Linked DNA regions of Mus musculus: region 1 is linked to region 2. A link is a contact called in public Hi-C data. All regions are on one chromosome and are shown on one strand. The core of a region is the stretch at or near the end of the contact, and the rest is flanking DNA. Distances in the headings are between cores, read along the strand shown.

What was found. Hi-C and Micro-C count contacts between places; a contact is called where the count stands out from the background.
Region 1: a Hi-C map of cerebellar granule neurons shows a contact between it and region 2, with 3 times the contacts expected there. The contact joins the enhancer-like site here to the promoter of Kcnk9 in region 2. A contact is called at or near these places in 4 of 39 promoter capture datasets (the HPC-7 cell line, cranial neural crest, hippocampal neurons and 1 more), 7 of 484 Hi-C or Micro-C datasets (the N1E-115 cell line, brain, cerebellar granule neurons and 2 more) and 1 of 9 other capture datasets (liver).

The regions. Positions count from the first base shown.
Region 1 is chr15:72,664,299-72,670,636 of GRCm38.p6, forward strand. All of the region lies in intron 20 of Trappc9 (trafficking protein particle complex 9), which reads right to left. Among named protein-coding and RNA genes, the nearest start is that of Kcnk9, 120 kb to the left of the region's middle. Within about 2 kb of position 4,768, at least 5 of the 459 cell types and tissues checked have an H3K27ac peak or open chromatin away from gene starts, as enhancers often do. A contact at or near this core is called in cerebellar granule neurons and cerebellum, where this site is marked.
Region 2 is chr15:72,545,302-72,551,793 of GRCm38.p6, forward strand. Kcnk9 (potassium channel, subfamily K, member 9) reads right to left here and starts at 2,398. Exons shown (of 2, transcript NM_001033876.2): 1 at 696-2,398. The coding sequence starts at 978.

The DNA of each region.
Region 1 (6,338 bases), core at 3,518-6,017, 120 kb after region 2:
ACTGTAGCCTCTGGTGTTACCGTGGGTGAGCCTCCAGATGGTGGGAACTCAGAATGGCCATAGGTCTTGGTACACTACATGGTCTTTTATCCACCCTGCGGAGAGGCGGTCTTGTGCTACATGGCCACCAATCCCACTCCCTCTCTTGCAGGCATTGCCCTGCTGTTCCTTGATGGGCTTTCCACATGGGCACCTTCCCAGAGACACCTGCCCCTCCAGTTCACCTTCTGGAGACTGAGGGCCCCTTCCACATAAGAGGCTTCATACCCAAAAGACCACTAATTAAAAGAGAGCCTCTCGCAGACTTCTTTTCCTCATTTGCAAAATATTTATATCTGGCTGCCGTGGCCATTACATTTACACCAGACAATGCTGTGAGTCTCCCTGCAGAGTGCTGGGTAGAGAGGGATGGCCCAGCCTGGCTGCCTCCCCACCTCCTCCCCCACCTAAAATAATTGAGCTTTAAACATGTCATCAGATGAGAGAGAACGATGGAGCATTTCCGTTCCATCATGATGCTTCTCCATTGTTCTCTCTCTGAAAAATGGAGGGGCCATTAATTTTCTAGAAAGGCAAGACATGATAAAAAAAATTACATCTCCAAACCAAGGGGGGACAGATTGTGTGCTGCAAATCCCTGTGGGATGAATGAGGGAGGGTTCCTTTGAGGCCTGGCTGGCCGTGTCATTTGCACGCTAACCACAAACTCCACATCTCACACTTGAAGTTAAGGTAGGAAGGGGGAAGGGGGAGAGCTGTACCCTCCCTCAGACTTCAGTGCGGATCAGAATAAGTTCTCTGGAGGACAGTCCACAAAGAGATTATCCTTCACTTTGCAAAAGGCAAGGCTTCCTCGTTCACCTAGATGAGGGCTTTCCTGCCTTTTTCAGAGCCACTGTCTAAGTTACAGAGATGCTCAGGTCTCTAGGTAGCTGTGGACACTGTTGGCCAGGTATGGTGGGTAAGCCCCAGTTCCCCACTGCTGTCAGCCTGCTTCCTGTTGCTGGGGCATAGTACATCCCCAGTCTTACCATGCATCCTGGCATTCTTCTCCCTGTCAGGTCAGCCTCCTTAAGCTTTCTAGCCAGACACACAATGAGCACATTTGCTATGATCAGCATTAAGCTTCTCCAGCTGAGGAGAGCCGAAAAGGGTAGTGTTATGGAACAAGGGAACTGGTCACATGGCCTGGCAGGTTCTGTCTCTTTTTCCTTCCTGCATGGCAGGGCTGAGGGAAGGTGACAAGGGACTGAAAGACCAGAACTAGCCCAAGCAGGTACTGAATAAAGATGCACCCTTCCTGTTTGCTCCTGGTCTATTCCTGCCAAGCTCTGATTAGTTATCTGGCATCCCATCAAAGCTCGAAAGTGCATCCAAGTAGCAGACTTCCTGGTGGCCACATTCTTCCTATATGGTTATGGAACCTTGCTGTTTAGTTGGTTGTGTTAATAAAGCCTATACCTCCTGGCTATCATTGAATTTCAGTGTAGCACATTGACTACATTTGGACCAATGGAACACAAGATGAGGATGGCTGTACAGAGCCAGGAAGTTCCCTTAGACCTGGTAAGAAATGACACCTTCTCTGCTTCCTGATGGCACCTGGTTCACACAAGGTCTCAGATTCCAGGAGCTATATATATGGTGGGAGATAAGATAAGAGTAAGTCCTGAACTCTGGAACTTGGCAGGTCACACTGACTCTGTCCTATGCACTTTACTGAAGCCACTATCATTTTGAGGTTTCAGCTACTTAGCCAAACCTAACTAACCCCAACAGACAAGGTGTGGCCTTTTAGGGCCTCAGACATCCTTGCATTGGCTCAGGGTATACCAAATGAAGCCAAAAAGTCTCCAGGAGAGACTTTGACTCAATACAGACTGGGAAGCATTGGGACCTCTGGGAAAGCTTCCAGCTGGGATGGCAGCAGGAGGCACCATCTTGCTATAGGACCCCTGTGAGCCAGGACCCCTGTGAGCCAGGATCTGGATGTGTGGCTTCCTGCCTCCTGGGATTCCAGACAAGCAAGCAAAACAGGAAATGGTAACCGAGGTGAGAGACTAAAAAGAGAAGAGAGGGCAAGGGGATCAGAGACAAAACAACAACAGAGAGGCCACCAGAAAGTAGCTGAGGTATAGGGTTCAAACTTCAGGAGGACAGTGACAGAATGGTCAGAGAAGCTGGGGCTCAGAAATCCACAACTACAGGGAGGCAGTCTGGCTCATTGAGAAGTGCCAGGTTGTTAAGGGTTCTGAAGAGCTGATGACTGGCCAGGAGACTCCCTACAGAAGAGAATATCAGAATCTAACCTAAATTGAATTGAGCTCTTAGTTCTGCCTCCCAAAGGCAGCAACAAGGCAGGAGGGTGGAAGCCAAGAGAATACTGTATCTGCTGCCTTTTATCAATGGCCCAGTCCCAGACTCCAGCTAGTCCATGACAATCTGCAGAACTCACCAAATAGAGCCTGGTGGGATGACGTGAACACAGAAAACTACACAAGTACGGTGGATGTATTATTTGGGAAATAAACAAATGAAGATAGATATTTGCAAACTATCTAGATAAACACCTGTTTGGGCAGGCTCTGAAAGAAATGTAAGTTTTTTGCTGAGCCCCTGTTAGTCGGTGTCAGCAAACACTATTCTAGCCATATCGGAAGCTGCCCAATGACCACAGCAGCAAATGGTCTCACAGGTGAGCAATAAACTGCACCCCAGGAAGCACCTTCCTATTTCCCATCAGTCTTTGATGCTGCTACAGTGCTGTGTCTATTGGATACAGTGTGAGAGACAGAGTGAGCATCCTGGAGCAGCAAGGAGTCCAGTCATCTGGGTGGCCTGGTCAATCAATGTCACCTCAGATCAATAGTTCTCTTTATCACCCCAAGACATTAGCAAGCTCTGGAAGCTATCTGTGCGGGTCAATCAGAATATGCTTTTTTTGGAGTCACTTGTTCAATGGTGTTTATCACAAGGAAGCTGTGAGCCAGATCTGGGTGTGTGGCTTCTAGCCTCATGGGACCCTGACATGCAGAAAGAATTGAGGGGGACGGAAAGTGCAAAGCCAGGGATTGGCAGGACACAGGAAGATGGGAAGGAAGAGCCAACCCTGTCTTGGGTTCAAAGGAAAGATGGAACACCTACCTCCCAGAGGAGTGGTTGGAGATGACAGGACTACATTAGACCTCTCCCGGGACAATGTGTGTCCTGCACCAGTGAGCAGGGCCCTGGGATCCCAGGAACCTGGACTTGAGACTGGTGAATGGTTTCTGGCCCCTTACCCAGACCATACCCAAGGGTACGACTGTCTCTCCTGGATGATACTCACTCTGAATCGCTGTCTTATAAGACTTCGAGTAGCAAAACAGTGCAGGGGAGCAGGAGATAAGGAATGTGGTGGGTGATGGTTTACAACCCAACCACTGAGCCTGCAGAGCCCAAGAGAGCCAGCAGCTATAGCTAGCTGGTGGTCTTGCAGGTCCATGCATGCTCATCCAAGGGGACTGATACTTTGTTCAGTTCCTTCACAAGTTTCCAAGCACCTGGCAAAGAAAGCATCATTCACTGCTCCTCACACTGAAGTGCACAATGCTTCTTACAGAAGGCCAGTAAAACATATATATGCATGAGAGAGCTTTTCCCTCCCCCCTGAGAGCGAGAGAGAGTGCGAGGGAGGGAGGGAGGGAGGGAGGGAGGGAGGGAGGGAGGGAGGGAGAAAGAGAATGAATGAATGTGTAAAGGGGCTAATAGTGGCCATAAACAATCCAGAATACAGTCCATCATTTTATAATGTGAACCAGGGTAGGCTCTCAGGAATATGCATAGATCTGTTATTATATATAAATATATATTCAAAAAAATCTCTGTGTGCACAGAGCTCAAGTTGGATCACTTCCTATATATAGCGGACAAATATATAGATACTGCTCTCTATGTAAATATGCATATATATATATGTTTATTTCCCAGACCCTGAAATAGAAGCCTGTATACTTGAATGGATCACAGTGCTTAAAAATGCTCCTGAGCTGTGTACCTCATGCTCGAATCTGAGAGCATTGTTTCCTCTCTGTTTCGCCTTGGCAGCTTCCCCTGGCGGCTTTCCTGATGCTGGGTGATGTCACTTCAAAAGCCAAAGCCCCACTGCGGGTTTACTGTCTAGACAGGCTGTGCGGGCAAGCCCAGAGGCAGATCCGTTCGGTACACAGTGTCCTGCAGATATCAGGAGTTGAGTGATAATGTCCTGAAGGCTTCTGCAATGGTCAGTTCACGGTGGGTAACCCGAGGCCCCCTGTTTCAGCGTCACGGCAGCTGGGCCCCCAGCCTAAGTCACACGGTGGTGCTAGGTGGCCTTTTGGAATCTGGACCACACAGCTTTCCCCTGGAGCGTGTCGCTGCATTCTGAGCCGTGCCGCAGATGTTAGAGCTACAGCTCCCCTCTTCTGCTTCAGGGCTGCATTGTGTTCCCTAACACAACAACAGGACTTCCTGAGACATCAGGGGGTACAGGATGACTCTTTGCCATGGATGGGTTTTGCTTACAATTATCTGGTGGGTCAAGCGTGTGTTCTGGGTTACATCCCAGCATGTGTCTATTCAATAAGTATCATCAGGGGGGATACCATGAGGATGGTCATTTCTGGAGCTAAGCGACATGCCCTGTGGCCTATGCTTTGATAAATCTCACAGTCCCTGAGGCAGAACCAGCAGGCTCCTTCCAAAGAGCAAAAACAGGCCAGGGGGTGAGGAGGCTTTTCTGGGTCATCCTGTTGAGACATACCTCAGCCATCTGCTGTTCCAGCTTGCTTCGCTCTGGCTTGGCACCAATGTCCACTATCCTGGAGGTTCTGGGACCTTGTCCAGAAGATGGCCTGGTGCTCTCATTTTCCTGGTCCTCCTTGAACCTTTCTGCTCTTTCCTGCTAGGCACACCAGACCCCAATGACACGGGAGGCCTTTGCCCATCCTCTTTGGAAATCAAGCCGTCACTCAAATGACCTGGTACCTGCACTCTCATCAGCTACGCATAGCAAATGAAGCCAGAGGATTGAGAGTGAAGCAGACCCCTGAGGCTTAAGCCAGCAGTGGCGTTTGACTGATGACTCCCAGGCTGTATATGTGTGTACCACTCACAGCCGTGATAATGGCTTGAAAGAGATCACAAACTTACTTAAGAGGGGCTTTTTAATTGTTTTTGAACTTTGAAGATGACAGTGTTGTGTTGTGATGTCCAAAATTGGACATAACTGGTGCTGAGTGTCCATCTCAGTGGTGATTACTATCGATGACGATGATGATGATGATGATGATGACGACAACGATGATGATGATGGTTAACTATGGTGCTGGGGGTTGAACCCAGGGCCTCACACATGCTAGGAAGGCACTCTGTCCTCTTCCACACATGACCTCAGTCACTGTCCAGTTCTGTAGTGGCCACCTTGGCTACTCAGGTGACTAAGCCAGTCACCACTACAACCCCACCTCCTGACCCAGCACTTTGACTCTTCATAACTAGTCCCAAATCAGTGTCCCTCAGAGAGACAGGAGCTCCCAAGGGCTTTTTTGCAGTTCCGTATCATCGTTGTCCTAGAATAAACTGAGTCACCCTTCACCACAAGAAAGAGCGATGCACAACACGTCTGACAAGCCTGGGTTGTGTAAGTCACTGGTTTTAGGAGGATTCTTTGCTATGTCAGTGAACTGGCTGACCCAATCACTTACTGGTTTGCAAGGGCACACTACCATCTACACTTTCACTAGTCACGGCATGGTGACTCTTTTGACTCTGTTTACCCAACTGTCCATCTATCTGCTCAGCTGTACATCAGTCCAGCCAGCCGGCTGGACAGCTATGGACTCTCTCTTCCCACCTATCTTTCTTATGAAGGCTTCATCCCATGCCCAGAGCCATCCCACAAAACTGAGTTTGAAAGAGATCATGCTGGGAGACAATTCACAGCTCTCTGCCCACAGGCCTCCATGAGGGACTTCCAGGGAAAATCGTGGTAGAGAAAATGCAAAACGCCCATGGACTTAGCCCCAGCTAGCTGGTGATACTCTGGACACTTGTCTGGTGCCTCCCCAGAGCCTGGTCTCTTGGATCGTAGAGGAACTTGTACGGGAATGGGATCAATTCTGATGAGAGATGTGACCGGAACCCTGTGTGCGCAGAAGCATGCCATGGCCAGGGAACCCCACACGGCGGCATCTGAACTTGACCTTACTCAAACTGAAACAACTGCATCTCCCTGACTCCTCCTCTTCTCACATAAACGGGTCTGCTTTCAGCAGGAACTCAGGAGATCAGGGAGCCCACAGATGCCCCTGCCCCTGCTC
Region 2 (6,492 bases), core at 1,148-3,647:
AAACTCCCCCAGTTTTCAAACAACACCCAGACTCCTCTGGTCCGCAGTCCCAGTCCACAAGGGCAAACAAGCACTGCCACATCCAACCCACCAGGACCGCATTGCAGGTCACCTGCTGCCACCCCCACCCCAACCATAGAAGAGAAAACTCTTCTCTCAGGACCTAACACTCTCAGCAACCCAAAAGAAGGATATTGGGTGCTGAAATCTCAAAAGGTCCCCAGGTGAGGAAGGACCAGTACCACCCCCTCCTACATACAGCTCTATAAACAACCTCCTGTCACCTTAATGTCCCACCAGCTTTGTCCCAAATTCCCCAAGAGATAGTAAGTTTAAGGCTTGGAACCCACTCAGGGAAGCGCAGCCAACACTGGGGCGTTAGGTGGGTGGGTGTTCGGCTGTGGGATTATTCTTAGCGCTCCACTCTTCGCAAAAGTGGCGCCTCCACCCTCAAGACAACAGCACTGACTCTGAGAGTTCCCAAGCCTGGCCCAAACACCAGAGCAGTCTGGGGCACCAGATAGGGTCCCCTGGAAGAGTGAGGTCATGCCCCTGAGGGATGAGACACTGAAACAGGGTCTGTCTTAAACCTGGGAAGCCCCCACCCCCACCTCAGCATTGCTTCGTGTGCGCTACATCTCCTAGACCCCTCCCGTGTCTCCCTCGAGCCCGGTGGCGGCACACCCATTCCTTACCGATAGTTGTGATGACAGTGATGGCGAAGTAGAAGGAACCGGCGAATTTCCACTGGACACCAGCGCGGTGGGGCTCAGACTGCAGGATTACCAGCTCCAGCTGCTGGTAGTCATCGGAGCTGATGTTGTACTTGCCTCTGAGACGGACTTCTTCGGCTTTAAGTTTCTCCTCCTCGCGCATCTCATGGTCCGACTCGAGGGCGTCGAACACCGCGGCACCGACCAGCAGGTAGGTGAAGGTACAGGCGATCAAGGACAGGGTACGCACGTTCTGCCGCTTCATGGCCGCGAAGAAGGAGATGCTAAAGGGAAGTTGGACCAGACCACGAGAATCCCAATGCAGCGCGGCGCTGACCAAGCCTCCTCTACGATGGAGTCGAAGTTGCAAGCGGTGGTAGCAGCAGATGCCACAGCTGATGTTGGAAATTTCGGTCTCCTCTTGGGCATCATCACTTTCACGAACTTCACCACCACCTGAAGGCTGAGGGGTCTCCCCGGGTGCCGCGGGCTCCTGGGACTCAACGACCTCACCGGGCTCCCCGGACTCTGCGGATTCTGCGGGACCAGCGGACGCCCCGGGCTCGGCAGGCTCGGCTTCCTCTGCGGGCGCAGCGGGTTCCGCGGGCGCAGCGGGTTCCGCGGGCGCAGCGGGTTCCGCCGGCTCAGCGGGTTCCGCGGGCTCAGCGGGTTCCGCGGGCTCAGCGGGTTCCGCGGGCGCAGCGGGTTCCGCGGGCGCAGCGGGTTCCGTGGGCGCAGCGGGTTCCGCCGGCGCAGCGGGTTCCGCGGGCACAGCGGGCTCTTCGGGAGCACCCAGTGCAACGGATTCCGCGTACACAGGGGGGTCCGCGGGCGTGGTGATCACCACCGGGGCGCGCGAAATGGTGGACATGTTGATGACATTGCTTTGGCGCGGAGGCCAGCGATCCTGAACCCGGGACACCCTATGCCAGGCCTGGGTCAAGCGGTTTGCCCCAGTGCGGATGGTTGTGCGGATGGATGGCCCAAGCTCGTTCCGCGCGGGCTGTCTGGTCCTGGGCACCTCGCCCCTCGAGCCTGCGGGCTCGGTTGGGGCAGGATCGGTAGCCGGGACAGAGGGAGACCCGGGGAGGGGTTCCCCATCCCTGATGCGTTCCCCGGCTAGCGGGGCCCAGCTAATCGCCTCCAGTGTGGCGGTTGCCCCGCGGGGACCTGCTTCTCCCTCTAGCTTTCTTCACCCCCTTTGGGTTGGGGGAAATAGAAAGTTTGCTAAGTGAAGGAGTCTCTAGAATCCCTGCAAGCAGGGATAAAGTCTATCTAGCAGGGGCAACGGGCGAGGAAACCCGATGCCCCAAGATCCGAAAGCCCCGTGCCCACCTGGGCGCGCGGGGCACGCGGGGTGCCCGCCGCGCGACAGCCGATCTGCGAAGTTTGTTCTGCTCAGCCTCTGAAGCTCAGGAACACGACGAAGCCCAAGACAGGAGCCGCGACGGAGCTACCTCGGGGACGAAGAGGGAACTGCGCGGCAGCGGCCGGCCAGCCAGCTCCTCGCCGGGTGGCGGGCGAGGTGGCGGCGGCGGCGGGAGGGGTCCCGCAGCCCTGGAGGAACTGAAGGGTAGGGATGGGGACAGGCAAAGGCGCATCAGCTGCCCGAGGATCCTAAGACTCTGGCGTCCAGGAGTCCAGAGAGGCAGCCGCCGCTCTGGTCTGCCTGAGGCGCTGTGCGTGCGCGCCGGAGGGAGCCCGAGTGTATGTATTCGCGGGTGTGCGTGCGCGCGTGTTTGCGTTTGACGGCCCCGCTCCGGCGGGAGGGAGGGGGGCAGGCTACTCCGAGGACCGGCTTCCCTCCCTCCTCTCTTTTCTCCCTCCCTCCCTCCCTCCTGCAGCCTCTGGGTCGCGCCACCTCCCGCCTGGTCCCCAGCCAGCTGGTGAGGCGGCAGTGGCAGCTCCTGCAGCAGACCTGGTACTGCGCAGGGTGCACATGAAGGAGCCCAGGAGTGATGGCCAGAGAGAGAGAAAAGGAAAGGGGTTGAACTAGGTGCTGCTAGGGTTCGGGGATGGGAGGCCAGCTGCTAGAGGGTTTGAGATGGGGATGAAGTGGCTTCCTTCTGAAAAAGTACTGCTCCCCTAAGAGCGCACCCAACCTTGGCAAAGTGAAGAGAGAGTTTGAGGGCCCTGCAGCTGGGGATGAAAAACGAATTTGACCAGTGGAGACAGATTAACCTTTTATGGGGGAAAACAACAACAACAACAAAAACCGGGAGAGTTGGAAATAGAAAAGGAAGGGGCTATGAGCCCTGGAGAGTGCAACAGCAGTGGCCACACGCTCCCCCTTGTAACACACACACACACACACACACACACACACACACACACACGTCCAGCTGCAGCAGCCACCTGGCTCAGCAGCGCCCTACTGGATACTGCCTTCTAGATTGTTGGGGTTTTGACAGCCACCTTAGTTCGGATAGTGGCTGTGTCCCGGGTGGTCTTGCACCTGCTACCCCCCTTCCCCGCTACTTTTCCCTAGAGATCTCGCAGACCACCACTTTTAAGAGTTACACCTCAAGAAAGGATGGACAGGAATTCTCATTTCCCCTCTCCAGCAGTAGCCTCCCCGCCCCCACCCCCCATCCCCACTTCCCCCAGTGCGCGCGCTTCTTCACTGTTCATTTCTTGATTCCTCTGCTGAGGAGCAGAGTGCAGGAACTTCCCCCCCCCCCGCGCGCGCTCCCCCGGCGAGGCACCCTCCAGGTTAAGGCTTGGAAATAGAACAGGAGGATCTGGCCAGGGAGCTACTAGCCTTTGAGTTTAAGGAAGAAGCCAGGATTCCTGTTTAGGTCTTCTGGGTTCCCCACCCACCCATCCTCTTTAGGTTGCCCAGAGGTTTTCTTGCTCACAAAGCTCCCCTAGAGCAGTGCTGCTGCGGACTGGGACAGACAGAATCACGCTTTTGAGACCCCGGGCTTTGGTTTCCTCGACCAGGCTATCTTCTCTGTCCCTAGCCATGGACGCTGATGAAGAGATCTGGTGACCACCAAGCAACAGCTAAAAGGCGGGAGCTAGAAGCTGTCCATGGAGATAGGAGCAGCCTGTGAATCGTCCCCAGCTGTTGAAAGAGTTCGGAGACTTAGAAACCCTGTGTTCTTCAGCTTCCTAGACCATGCCCCAGCCTCTGTCTACCCAGACGCATAGCCCGATGGACTAGGGGCTTCATGTATGCTCCCAGGTAAAATTTAAAGGATCATGAGTGCACCACAGGGCAGGGGCATCGGGCGCTGTGAGCTATTCCTGAACAGTCAAGTCTCCGTGTGGTCTTCCTGGTACCCGGATGGGGAGCTCCACCTGATCAGGTGCGCTCCCCAAAATTCATTTTGGAAGCCAAGGCCCCCGTGCTTTGCAAGGGAGCCTGGCTGCGGAGTGAGTCACCACAAGCGAGCAACAAAGATTCCCAGCAGCTGGTAATTAATTGAGTCGTGGCTCAGCCTACGACGGAACCCCAGTCAGGCCTCCCGCTGCTCTGGCAGCGGTGGCACCCTGAGTCATGGCCTGACCGTCGGGCCAGCAAGAGGTCCGATAGGGCTTGTGCGTCTCGGCGCCACCAGGGGGCGCTAGACTCCGACCCACAGATCTGCCCACGTTTGAGCCAACCAGACTGCAGCGAGGTCCAAGCTGTCCCCAAAGACAAGTGCAGGAGCTGTGGGGGATGGGCTGAGCTCTGATGACTGGAGTCCAGGCTTTGCTCAGAGAAGCTCCAGTTCCACACAGCGTTTTGGAAAGACGGAAAGGCACTTCAGTTTGTTTTATAGGTGAAGGAAAGGCCTCCTGTCCAAGACCACAGAATTACTCCCATCTAGAACCCATTGTCCCCGGGCTTCTTTCCAGAGTTTCCTCCAGGATTCCAGTTTCTTGTCCACATCGCACAACCCAGTTTTTGAATGTCTTTTGACTCCTTGGAGAGGAGCCTGGGTCCTGACTATTCGGCCTGCATCCCTAGTCCCCATTCTCTTGGGAAAGATGCTCAGTTCCCACTCCAGGATGATGCTCAGTGAGTGCTTGCTAGGATGGTGGCAACAAACACACACACACACACACACACACACACACACACACACACACACCAGGGGTAGTTCTGGGAGTTTCACCTCCGAGGGTTACGTGCTGAACCCACGGATTTTTTTTTAATGCTCAAAAAAAACCCCAAAAAACAGTACAGTGTTTTTGTCTGTTGGATAATTGCCAATTAAGCTCAGAAATTCTTCCTGTCTTTGTCTTTTGTCTGGCATGGGCTCCCCTGTCCACCTTTGAGTCAATGACAGCTCTCCCCCCCCCCCCCCGTAGTGCTGCAGGTTCGTAGGTGTAACCCTGGGGCATCTTGACTAGACTTGGGCATGAGTAAGAGGTTTAAGGAGGAGCAGAGACAAGAAGAGAAAGGCTTTGAGGGCATCAATACAGGGCACAGCTGTGGCCAGTGAGTGGGCTCACAGCCTCTCTGTGCCCCTTTGGGAGTCAGTCCCTAGACCTCCCTTCCACTTTGGCTCTCTCTTTAATAAAAGCAGATGCATCTTATTAGCTAATAAAACACATCCTGGTTTTATAACTCTGCCGCCTACTTGTTTGTTCTGTTCTGTACACACATGTCTGCAACCCTTCCTCCAGCCCTTTCACCAGAGAGGGCATATCCTAGCCCCACAATGCATGAGGACAGAACTCCCAAGCCAGTACTTCTTCATACACACACACCCCACTGTGTGTCTAACCACAGGGGTTGCTGCTGAAGGGACTGAAGGAGGAAGGGAGAGAGAGAGAGGAAGGGAGGAAGGAGGGAGGGAGGGAGGGAGGGAGGGAGGGAGGGAGGGAGGGAACCAAGAGAGGGAAGTACAGCACTCTGTGCCAATTATCCCAGGCTGGTGCCACTGCTAGCCCAGGGCAATTTCTTTTGGCTGAGAAGAAGCCAGCACTGTCAGAGGCTCCCTGGACATCATGAATCGTTGGGAGTGCCAAATGCATTGTCGCATTCATATCTCCCTCTCTGAATGCAGGCAGAGGGCACAGAACTATCCCCACGTTCTGCAGGTGAAGCTGAGTTCTCTCATAGCCCCAGCTGGAAGTGGAAGCTTCCTACCAGGGAGCCCTGGATGGTTAATACTGATTGTCAACTTGATAGAATCTAGAATGGGCTAGCCTTTGGGCACAGCTCGGAGGGATCAGCTACAGTAGGTTGATTGATGTAGGAAGACCCACCTTAACTGTGAACAGCAGCTTTCTTTGGGCTGGAGTCCTGGACTGACTAAAAGGGAGAAAATGAGCTGGGCACTAGTGCTTACTCTCTGCTTCCTGCCTGTGGATGTAATATGACCAGCTACCTCTAGCTCCTGCCATTATGCTGTCCTTGTAATGATGAGCTATCTACCCTGAAAGGGGGGGTCAAAAGAAGCCTTTCCTTTCTCAAGTTGCTTTGTCTCCGAGTATTTTAGAATGACAACAGGAAAAGTGGCCAATAGAAGCCCCCTAAACAGGAGCTCCCTCCAGCCTTAGACATGCTCCAAAGCCATGCAATCGGCGCAGTGGGTAGTCTGCCTTCATTTCAACCTTCCAGCCCTGTCAGATTCCAAGAAAAGCACCCCAATGTGGGGCAGAAAGCTTACCCAGCGTTTCCCAAACAATTCATATGTGAGTGAGTGTGTTCTGTGGGTACCCCATTTCACCAACACTGAATTAAGCAGAGGAGAATATGGGTCTTCTGAAAGGCTTTGGTCTGCTAACAAGGATTCTCTCTCTCTCTCTCTCTCTCTCTCTCTCTCTCACACACACACACAGA